Linked DNA regions of Rattus norvegicus: regions 2, 3 and 4 are each linked to region 1. A link is a contact called in public Hi-C data. All regions are on one chromosome and are shown on one strand. Each heading gives the region's core, a stretch centred on a gene start, on an enhancer-like site or on the middle of the called end of the contact. The rest is flanking DNA. Distances are from core to core; before and after follow the strand shown. Region 1 holds the start of Klf6 (KLF transcription factor 6). Region 2 has its middle 86 kb from the start of Pitrm1. Region 3 has its middle 550 kb from the start of Akr1e2. Region 4 has its middle 540 kb from the start of Klf6.

Region 1 (2,804 bases), core at 149-2,648:
TCATAACTAAGCCTGCCTACAAATCCGTCAAGCCTATACATGCATCTTTCCAAGACCTCATAAATGAAATATGAAAACTCTCTTCAACTTATTTTACACGTTTGATAACTTTTAAAAGGATACTGTTCATTAAATATTATTTTCGAAGTTATTATAATTGGAATTTTATTCAAAACTTTTAGCTGCTCTTTCCTCCTTTTTTTTTTTTTTTTGGTTTTTCCTTTTAAATGAATATCATGGTGTGCTTTGGGAGACAATTCATATGAAAAACAATTCAAATTGTTTACGCGACAATGGGAAAGCCTGTTAACCTTCGTGAGACATCTTGGAGACTGCCTTCTAAAAGATAAACACATTTCTACCCCATTAGCAGCAGAATCTGCATCTTCTTTGAATTAAAACTGTGTGCATCAAGTAAAGGGATTTTTTTTTAAGCTGTAAGTGTCCAGCTCTCCAAGTCGGGGTGGCGGTGGCGCCGGGTCAGCGATGCGATCTTGATCTTAAAAGCTGCACTTCCAACTTAGAGTAGGTAAAATTCATTCCTGAGAACTGAGTGTATCTGACACACAGGTCAGGTAGGGCGCTTTTGAGATGCTCTGGCTTTTCCCCCTCCGCCTGCGTAGGAAGTGGGGGTATTTTAGTTTCAGGCTCCTGTCATCCTCCACCCCAGGGATCCAGACAGAAACTACCACACAGTGACTCTAGAGCACCAAGTCCCCCTGCTGTTCGGTCATTTGGTCCCATTGCCACACGGGGACATAAGGGCATGTTTGCTCCTACCCCGGGGCACCTCTGCATCTCTGAGTACGGAGGGGACTCGGGACAAAGAGAGAAATCGGGGGATCAAGGAGAATGGAGGGCCAGGGAAGGATCCGGGAACACGGGCCACTATCGGGAGGAATGAGGGGGATTGGGCATATGTCTGCTCCCTTGATTTGCTGGGTACCGGTCCGGGTGACCGGATCAGAAGGTGCAACCGAGCAGCCGGGCGGCGGGGACAGGTGCCCGGTTGCCCCGGCCAGGTTCCCCTAGCTCCGGCCGCTCCGGCCGCACTTCTACAACGTTAGGCTGTGCACCTCCCAGCGCCGACTCCTTCGGCGCGCCGTAGCCCTCGCCTTATATACCCTGCTAAAAATAGCCTGCGAGACGTCTTTCCAATCAGCGCAGGCCGAGTTCGAATTGCACCAATAGGAAGGCCTTTAATGGAGAGGCTCGGTCACGCCAGGCGGGGCCGCTGTGTGACCGCACCGGCGATTGGTGCGAGCTGACATCATCGTCGCGCAGCCCCCGGGACAGGAGCGGCAGGATTGGGTACCGTGGGGGGCGGAGCTCCAAGCTGGTCACGTGGGGGGAGGAGGAGTGGGGGGAGCCAAGCGGGGGAGGAGGGGGGAGGCTGGCAGCGGAGCTTTGAATAGGGAAGTTTTGCAGGGGTTACGCTTGCAGTCAGTCCGCTGTTTGCAAATATTGCGTGGGCTCGGCGCGCTGCGGGCTGCGGGAGGGTCCGGACCCGGCGTCCGATTGCAGCGCCATCCAGTTTGCATGAAACTTTCACCTGCGCTCCCGGGAACAGTTTCTGCTCCGACTCCTGATCGTTCACCTCCCTGTTTTCCCGACAGCGGGGACTGTCTTTTCCAACCCGACATGGATGTGCTCCCAATGTGTAGCATCTTCCAGGAACTACAGATTGTGCACGAAACGGGCTACTTCTCGGCTCTGCCGTCCCTGGAGGAATATTGGCAACAGGTAAATACGGATTTTTTTTTTTTTTCACCTGCCCGGTGCGCCGAGGAGGGAGTTGCGCGGAGGAGCAGGCAAGATGGTGTGTACTTGGAAGTGCATCTTTTTTAATGATGATTAGCATTTGCCTAATTTAAAATAAAATAAAATAATGATCTTAAGATGTCCTTCTGCTGCTTGGAATGGTGAAGGCACTGTAGAGCGAGCCTTCGGGAGCGAGGAGTAGAGTTGTCATTTGTGTGGAGGCGAGCTCTCCTTCCCAGTACGTTTTTATTTCTTCGTTTTTGTTTCATTTTTGCTAATTCCGAGCTTCCGAGCAGCATACACCTGAGGGGGGGACCCCAGATTCCTCTGGCCGATCCAGACCTGAACCATTGGCACAACTTTGGGGCTTGTACCAGTTCCAAACTCCACAGCTGGACCCTGTCATATGAACGAGCTTGCCTTGACTGCCAAAAGATTTGATTTAAGGATTTTGGTTTTGTTTTGATATTTGTACATCCAATTTTTTAAAAAAGTCTTAAGATATTGCTCGCGGAACGCAGCGGTTCTTTTTGAACTCAAGGCCATTTACAGTTTCTTTTTCTTCTGGATAATGTCTTAGCATTCACGTATGTCTGCCTTGTTTTTCTTACCTGCTTTTCTTGTTGACTGCGCGGCGGGTGTGTGTGTGTGGGGGTGCTGTTTGCACACAAGTGACTTGTCAGTCATATGACAATGAGTCCATTCCTAGTTGCTTCGGTTCTTACTTTGGGCAAGAAAAATCTCCAATTCCGGCATTTAAGTGGAACTAGAATTTGGGGCAACGGAAATAAAAGAAACACCCCTTCCCCCTTCTAAGTCTTAGGATTCTGTGAGTGGCAAAAATATATATATTCTCAAACACTTTTACCATTGTCTTTAAAACCATGATGATTCCGTGACCATCTCTCTACCCTTCTGGGCTGGCTTTTTTTTTTTCCTCCAAGTGAATTAGCAGATGAAATATATTCCGTGGGTTTCACAACCTCCCAGGCTTTAAAACGCAGGGAAAGCGAAGTGTTGGCTGAAACCTCCACATGCCGGCT
Region 2 (2,804 bases), core at 195-2,694, 640 kb after region 1:
TACTGCTGACCTAAACATCTTTACCCTAAGAAAAAGACTGTTGTACATTTACACATATCAGAATTTACTACACTGCAAAAGAGTCTCCCTTGATGAAAAGTGAAAACTTGCGTGATAAGCAGTCCCACACTGAACTCACAAGGGCATCTAGTTCTACCCTGCCAGCATCCTGAGGAAGAGTGAGATGAACATTGTCTTCATTAGGGTTTTACTGCTCTAAACAGACACCATGACCAAGGCAACTCTTTTTTTTTTTTTTTTTTTTTTTTGGTTCTTTTTTTCGGAGCTGGGGACCGAACCCAGGGCCTTGCACTTCCTAGGTAAGCGCTCTACCACTGAGCTAAATCCCCAGCCCCCCAAGGCAACTCTTATAAGGACAACATTTAATTGGGCCTGGCTTCCAGGTTCAGAAGTTCAGTCCATTATCCTCAAGGAGGGAACATGGCAGCATTCAGGCAGGCATGGTCCAGGAGGAGCTGAGAGTTCTACATCTTCATCTGAAGGCTGCTAGCAGAAGACTGACTTCCAGACAGCTTAAGGTCTTAAGCCCACTCCCACAGTGACATACCTACTCCAACAGAGCCACACCTTCTAATAGTGCCACTCCCTGGGCTGAGCATACACAAACCATCACAGACATTGAGGGCAAAGGGTTATAAGTCAAGTCAGCGAGATATTTGAGAATGTATAGCTCAAAGGTCTATGTGTGGGGTATATATTTTCTGTTTACATTCCAAGTGGTTGCCTAGATTTTGACTGGACTCTGTCATTGTCCTCAATGTTCACCTTCACACATTCCCCTCCTGGATTACTAAGTAAGGGAACATCAGTTCTTGCCGTGAATCACAGTCACTCATAAGCAACTGGGATTTTGTACCAACTTCTTGAGACCCGCAAGAAGCCCAACTGCACTTGTGTTGATTTGTGTAATGGCATTGGTGTCTGGGATCTAGGAAGTCACGGAGTGTGCCAACTCGGGCTTTGAACATGACTATACCCCATATAATAATTGCATATATGCATTTCAAAACTGGAAGAGAATGCTACAAGTCGAGTATTTGCTATTCCAAAGCTCACCCTGCTTTTTATCATACACTGACGTTGACCGTTAATGAAGAGGGAGAAAACTCCTTCGGCATCTAAAGACAGTATTTACTGCAGCCTCCCACGAGGGAATTATCGGCCACACTGCCACCTGCTGGAAGACTCAGACGAAAGCTTCCTTCCACCCTTGGAAAAACCCCTGGGGAGAGAGCCGGAGAGAGGAAGGTCACCTGCGATGAGTTTTCCCAGCAAGACTATAACTTGAGACTCATTGTTCAAACCAGCTTTGCCCAATCCATTCAGGATGCAGAGTCCCCTCCCAGGAGCTCTTTCTGCTCAGTGGAGGCTGAAAACTGATGGGCAGTCAGCCAGGAAGTGCCTGGAACTTTGGCTCAAAGCTGAGATTCAGAGCCTGCCTTGGACTGTGACGAGTGAAGCAAAGGACGTCGCTCATGCTCATACATGCCTATGCCTGGGTTGTTCCTCTCAGGGGCACTCCGGTACACCCCAGCGATGCGGTCCCTCTCCTCCTCCATTTCCTGAACCTTCCTCCTCTTCCTTCCCTCTTCTTGTTATTTTATCTCATCTTTCTTCACCTCACCACAGTGTGCAACACACACACACACACACAGCATTATCACCACACACATGGGTACACACACAGTCACACACCATACTGACGAGTGTGTTCGCAGGTGTGCCAGCACGCCTCCCAGGGAGAGCCTTGAGGTCATCGGCGTACTATGCAGCATTTACCGCTCTCATAAATACCTGGAATATTAAATGATGGATGTGTACAATACCTGTGCACTACCTATTTGTAGCTCACTAATTGTCTACTTTATGTGACTGCTAATGCTTGCTGGATATGCAGTAAATTGGCATAATCACAGAGGTGGATGTGTTCTCAGCCCTTGGAATCCTAATATGCCTGATTTCAGTCAGCATGCATAAATGTGGAGTATTCAGGGTCTCCGACGTGATGGGGAGTTTATGGAGGCTGGATTGCCTCTAGAAACACCCAAGACAAGGAAACACGGCATGATATGATTGTCATGGTAACAAGGGTATTCCAAATGAAAATCACTACAGTGCATCACTAATTTAGGGCTCCACTAACCACCAAATAATACCTCTCTTAAGAATGCTGAGCTGAGGTTCCTGGTGACACGGGGTCCTCTAGCAAATGCCACACCACAGAGGAGAAGTACAGGGAAAAATTCCCCCACATACTGTGCAGGGTGACTGTGGATACCCCAGGGTGGGACTCCGATCACACCTACTCATCAGGGTTCATTTAGGGAAGCTCTTAGTAGATTGCCACTGCGACGTAGAGTAGTCGTTTTCCAAACCTGGGGATTATGTTCAGACATCGGCTCAAATCCTGTTGGCCCTTGCGTCTAGTCCAAGAGGGATCGTTATTTCTGCATGTGGATCAACCCGCATAATGGTATAAGACGTACGGGCATGAAAGGCACTTATTAGAGACAGAGCTAGGAGTCGGCAGTCATAAGAAGCCTGATCCTGTCTGCTTTCCCTCCCTGGCTGCTCATTGCATAAGCGAGGAAGCAGCCTCCACGTTCTCTGGCCACACTGCCATGTGCCTCGAGCTCTCTCGTTGTCATTTTATTTTGACTGGCTCAAAGAAGAGCCTCGTTGTGAAACCTAACTCCGGCCTCCGCAACGACAGGGCTAAATTAAAAGGAGAGCATTGGTCTGCTCTCCTTTTCTTTAGGGGATTTTCTAAGAAATGATCCTTT
Region 3 (2,804 bases), core at 217-2,716, 640 kb before region 1:
GCAAGAATTATTTGACACAATCTTATATGTGGCCAGGCTAAAATACCATCAAAAAGAGACATTTCTAATGTTCACCCGGACTGAAATACGAAAGCCATGATTGAAGTTTCTGAATAAGAATCACATGGGGTATTTGTCTTCTTTCTGTTTTTGAGCAAAGGACTTCCATGTAATGGTTTGAATTTGGTGTGAAATTCAAGATCCAGTTTTCTTTTGTGGCTGTTTATTTAAGAGGAAATATCAACTTTCCAATTTACTCTCCACAAGTGCTTGCCATAGCTCCCTGCTGGACTGGAAAGACACCATCTGTTTTTATAAGAGGGATGGAGATACGGAAAGGCTGAGAAATGTCTCAGAAGAACTCTGTGTCCTTGAGGCTTTGCCTAGAGATGAATATCCCCTTAAGTTAGTGAGTGTGGGTTTTAAACTGTGGCTAAACCAAGTCCAGTGAGCAGACACATGGATCTCCCTGAGAAATAGTCATAGAATTTGACATATATGCAAATTACACTGAAAAGTAATCCAAATAGTCAAGTGGTGAGTAACACTAACAGAGCAGGCATAGGTTGAAGTCCGCAGTCATTTTAAAAAAGAGAATATTCTGTCTGAATTTGTTTTTCTCCTCTTCCAATGCCAAAATTAACTTTTTTGTCTACATAGCTTTCTGTTGTTGCCAGCATATAATATCTTGTGATCAAGACCAAATCATACTTGACTGTTATACCAGGATGTTGAATGGAATATTTTCCCTGCGTACTAATTAAAACTATTGCAGTTTTCAACCAAGAATGTACTTACTGACAGTCAGTTGACTTATAAATCCTTAGTTAGAAATTAAATTGAAAAACTAAATTAAACACACAGAGGTCAGCACATATAAACCAAGAATACATACATGCATATTTCACACATATAAATGAATAACACCATACACTTACAAGCAAACACATACATATTAAAACATATACATACTTGCATAAACACACACACACTCACACACACACACACACACACACAAATTAGGGGTAAGACCTCCTTCCAGGACAAATTTGTCCCCCACACTTTCACACTTGTACATGCAATGTCTGCTACTTTTATTTTTCCCATTCTCCAGTGATATGAACTTTGGGTTGCAAACACAAGGGCAAACTCTGGTCCCATCTCCTGAGACATTTTACATATTTGATGATGTGGACCTCTTGACACCAGCCATGACTTTCTAATGCAATACTGAAAGTGTTCAGTAGTAATATTGGCAAATGTAACTGAACATTTCTAGAGGAGCTGAGAGTAACTAGGTACTCCCCCAGGGGAGATAAATATGAGGCTGTCCTTGGCTTTGACTTCACCAACATCTTATCAAATGCTCTGTTGTAGCAACAGCCTCCCTTCTGTTTTCTCCTGCTGCTCACCTAGAAGATGACTCAATTGCAGACCAAGATATCAGTGATAAGATGACAACACTCCAAACAGCCCGTGTGTAAAGTCTCAGAGCGCTGCTCCAATTGGGTCTTTCATATCTAAGCTACAGATGAGCTAATGGATTCCTAAAAATACTCCTTGGCATGATTCATCCGCTTCCAATGAGCTCTGGGGAATGTTTTCCATAGAAGTGGAAAGGCCCAGCCCCCAGCGGGGTGTCTACTCCTCTTTTGAGTCTTCAAACTGATCTCAGCAGCATACTATGATATATTTTCTATAGTTCCTGGCTCTCGACCTGGATAACAACTTATTCATTGAAATAGAAACCTCCGTAGCAGTTTCAACTATGCTTCCCCTGCCCGTTTCTGAAATAGAATAGACCAGTGCCAAGAGTGCTTAGGAGCGTAAGGAGTACATGTCATTTGGTGTGTGCTTCCTTACAAGTGTGAGAGGGAAAGGAAACCCCACACCCTGAATAAACAGTATCCCTGTGCTTTGAACTAAAAAATAAACCCACTGTTCTTAAAGTCTCCATTTTTTTTTTAGCTAAAAGCGAAGCATACGTTAGCCTTGGGAAAGAGCAGAGAAAGAGACCAAGAACAGAGAAGACTAGTGGTGGAACATTCAAGCTGTCCTATATCCTTCCATATTGACTAAGATGTTTAAATCCTCAAGTGGGCAGAGTTGCCCTGGTCCTTTCGCTGCTGAGCTCTGAGTCATCTGGATTTGCTTAGCTGACATTTAATAAGGCTTATACTTCTACTATCTCCAAGAATAGACACACTTCATTAATGAACCCTGGAAGAAAAGAGAAACAAAAACCATTTTTCCTCCTGTTCCTCTTCCTTCTGTTCCTCCATCCCTTCTTTATTAAAGTGTGTGTGTGTGTGAGTGTGTGTGTGTGTGTGTGTGCGTGCGTGTGTGTGTGTGTGTGTGAATTTTGTGTCACAGACATACATGCATATGTACAGGCATATGCTCTTGTGTATGTGTAAAGTCCAGAAGAAATTATTAAGTGTCCTGTTCTGTCACCCCAAGTCTTATTCTCTTCAGAGACAGAATCTTCCACTGAATGTGGAGCCAGGCTCACAGCAAGCTAGCCCCGGCAATCCTCTTATGCCTTCCTTTCAAGCACTGAGCTTTCAGGCATGTGTAGCCACTTACAGGCTTATACCTGGATGCTGCAGATTTCTATTCAAATCCTCATGCTTGTACAGCATAGACACATACACACCGAGCCACCTACTGACCTCTTGAAACCATATTGTAACAGTGGGGCTTTAGGCATACACACTCATGGTGGTGCGACATGGGTGAGACAGGTCTTTCCTAACACTCCTGAAATTATACAGCTTGGGAGATGGCTGGCCATAGATGATCAC
Region 4 (2,804 bases), core at 225-2,724, 540 kb before region 1:
ACTTAGAAAGGTAAAAGAAAATAACTCATTAACATAGAAAATCTATCCATGATGGGCTCCCCTTTAGGGATGTCAAGACTGAGGAAAACCATTTCCTCTGAGAAAATTAAACCAGTAGAATATTTGCTCTTCTGAGATCAGGGAGATCCTCTGGATAAAAGCCAAAGTTTAAGATTGTTCTTAGGATGGAAAGCGAAAGTCAAGAATTGAGACTATGACTCTCTGTCACACTCAGCCCTCATCCACATTGTGATGTTTTCTGGTCTCACAATCCTATCCCTAACATTAAAAGCCTGTTTCCTGTTTTAAACAAATAACTATGACGCAGGGGGTTGGGGGGAGGTGTTAATGAAATCATTGAACTTTCAGGAGGCCAGATAGGATATTTCCTTTTCTTGCCGAGCTGTCTGTAGTCTCAGTTTCCCTTATTTAAATGATAAAGACACTGTCTGTTCTCACATGTGAACAAAAATATCTGATGCATACATTGTTTGGCTTTTGTGTACATCACAGAATAAATAACAGCAAATAGAGAGCTGTGATGCCTGACTGGACTCTGAAGGCCCTCGAATTTCACTCACTGGGTATTTCCCTAGTGATGGGGATCAGTTGACAAAGAATTGTGATCACTTCCTATGAATGATGCCTTTCCCTCAATTGTATACACACCACCATTGGTAGTATTATATGTCAATCATCTTGTATCTACCTCAAGTATTCAAATCAGTCTGAACAGTGAAGGCTGGGTGGCTGCGACTGCTCTCCAACTCTGTCGTCTCATTTCCCCAATCATCACCAAAGGACCAAGAGAGAGGAAGGTTTGGGAGGAGACAGGAAGACAGAGAGACAGAGAGACAAAGGGGGGTAGGATTCAAGCTTTTAACTTCAGACATGATTTCTTTTTTCCTCACAAACACCCAATTCTTACTACCATTTAATATAGCAAAAAAAAATTTTTTTCAAAAAATAGTCATGTTTCAGGTGAGCCAAAGTTCTTCATAGGTCTGGAAGAACACATCCTGGTGGGAAATGACTGTATATTGTGTTCTTTTGAAAGGCTTGTTGACAAAAACAGATGGTGCAGGTGTCTGCTTGCAGTCACAGTTGTAGTGACCTTCCTGTAGTTAAAACAAACAGGCAAACACAGTATCTCATCTCCTGGCTCCCATTAAAAGTCTAACTTTTTGCCGTGGAAACAAACTGTTTTACAATTTTAATAGAAAAGAAGGAATCACAAGCATATAAAAGAAGGAAAGACACACACACACACACAGAGACAGAGAGAGACAGAGACAGAGAGACAGAGAGACAGCGAGTCAGAGAGAGACAGAGGCTCAACAGCTATCAGATAAATAAACAGCACAAAGACTCCTGTGGTTGTCGAGCTCAGATGCTGAAGAAAAGACTTCAGCAACACATGTCTGGCTGCTGAGACAGAGGGACTGGAACAAATCCAGGGAGACCACATCTGGGAGTGCCAGTGTGTGAATGCAGCTTAGCTGGCCTCCCACACAACAGGAATTCCACCAGAAGTATGTGCTCTGGGTGGAAGAGAGCAAAAATGTGTTCAGAATATCACTAAGGAAACCCAGATGCATTATCTCTGCCAGAGTTCAGAAGACAGTGGAGGCCATAAATGCCTCCCGGACTAAAGCAGACAGTATACTTTAATGACACGGGTGAAGCTGGGAATAGGAAAGAAGGAACTAGAAATACCTCAGTGTACTAAGAAGAATGAGAGGCTTTAAAGCATCAGGACATGTTTCCGGCGCTTTCAAGAAAATAATAATGTCTGTGGCATTTTGCAGGCAAAGAATGATCAAATTAAAGACATTTTTGTCCTCGTGCTCCAGGTTGTGGCTATCGTAAGTTCACCTTTAAAATATCAAGGCAGTTGTTCCTCCTGTTTTTGCTTCTCTATAACAGGTTGTTTTCATAACCAACAGAAAATTTTCAGAATACATTTTGGTCCAAAAAATATATCTGATCTTACCATTATGAAAGTCTGTTTTTGGCCTCCAAATGTACCTTGTAAGAAGACACATGTTTAGACTATCATGTGTGTGTGTGTGTTTGCAGAGCTTTGATTTTTAAAATGTGACTCAGTAACTTAGATCTGCTTCCAGCAAAATGACTGTGGTAGTTTGAATATGCTTGGCCCGAGGCAGGGGGCACTATTGGGAGGTGTGGCCTTGTGGGAGGAGGTACGTCACTTTGGGCATGGACTTTATAACCCTTCTCCTGACTATGTGGGAGTCAGTCGTCTCCTACTGGCCTGTAGATAAAGATGTAGAACTCTCAATTCCTCCTACACCGTGCCTGCCTAGACACTGCCATGCTCCTGTCTTGATGATAATGGACTAAACCTCCAAACCTGTAAACCAGCCCCAATTAAATATTGTCCTTGTAAGACTTGCCTTGGTCATGGTGCCTGTTTACAGTAGTAAAACTCTAAGACAATGACTTACATAATTGTACAGAGTTCTTCAGGAATTGGGTATGTATATGTGCATGCATGTGTGTGTGTGTGTGTGTGTGTGTGTGTGTGTGTGTGTGTGTGTGTGTGTGCGCGCACGCGTGCGCGCACATTTGGGCGGTGCACTCACATGCACCCTTTGCTTACTTTCCTTTCTCATTAGACGCTGCCCTTTTTGAAATAGAGTTTCTTACTGAAACTGGAGTTTATCCTCTGGTCTAGGCTAGCTTGACCAGTGAACTCTCTAAGGAGTGGAGTTACAGACTTGTATCTTTGCATTGGTGGTGGGGATGGGCCTAACATGCACATATCAAGCACAACTAATTGC

What was found. A called contact is a pair of places that touch in the nucleus more often than the background predicts.
Region 2: a Hi-C map of Schwann cells shows a contact between it and region 1, with 13 times the contacts expected there. The contact joins the enhancer-like site here to the promoter of Klf6 in region 1. A contact is called at or near these places in 4 of 12 Hi-C or Micro-C datasets (the A7r5 cell line, the Rat2 cell line, Schwann cells and 1 more) and 1 of 1 datasets of contacts at active chromatin or transcription factors (oligodendrocytes).
Region 3: a Hi-C map of the A7r5 cell line shows a contact between it and region 1, with 4 times the contacts expected there. The contact joins the enhancer-like site here to the promoter of Klf6 in region 1. A contact is called at or near these places in 2 of 12 Hi-C or Micro-C datasets (the A7r5 cell line and mammary epithelial cells) and 1 of 1 datasets of contacts at active chromatin or transcription factors (oligodendrocytes).
Region 4: a contact with region 1 is called in a Hi-C map of the A7r5 cell line, with 8 times the contacts expected there. The contact joins the enhancer-like site here to the promoter of Klf6 in region 1. A contact is called at or near these places in 2 of 12 Hi-C or Micro-C datasets (the A7r5 cell line and Schwann cells) and 1 of 1 datasets of contacts at active chromatin or transcription factors (oligodendrocytes).

What each region holds. Positions count from the first base shown.
Region 1 is chr17:69,457,072-69,459,875 of GRCr8, reverse strand. Klf6 (KLF transcription factor 6) reads left to right here and starts at 1,398. Exons shown (of 4, transcript NM_031642.5): 1 at 1,398-1,743. The coding sequence starts at 1,540.
Region 2 is chr17:68,821,476-68,824,279 of GRCr8, reverse strand. No RefSeq gene overlaps it. Among named protein-coding and RNA genes, the nearest start is that of Pitrm1, 86 kb to the right of the region's middle. Within about 2 kb of position 1,444, at least 22 of the 93 cell types and tissues checked have an H3K27ac peak or open chromatin away from gene starts, as enhancers often do. A contact at or near this core is called in Schwann cells, where this site is marked.
Region 3 is chr17:70,096,278-70,099,081 of GRCr8, reverse strand. No RefSeq gene overlaps it. Among named protein-coding and RNA genes, the nearest start is that of Akr1e2, 550 kb to the left of the region's middle. Within about 2 kb of position 1,466, at least 11 of the 93 cell types and tissues checked have an H3K27ac peak or open chromatin away from gene starts, as enhancers often do. A contact at or near this core is called in the A7r5 cell line, where this site is marked.
Region 4 is chr17:69,995,236-69,998,039 of GRCr8, reverse strand. No RefSeq gene overlaps it. Among named protein-coding and RNA genes, the nearest start is that of Klf6, 540 kb to the right of the region's middle. Within about 2 kb of position 1,474, at least 16 of the 93 cell types and tissues checked have an H3K27ac peak or open chromatin away from gene starts, as enhancers often do. A contact at or near this core is called in the A7r5 cell line and Schwann cells, where this site is marked.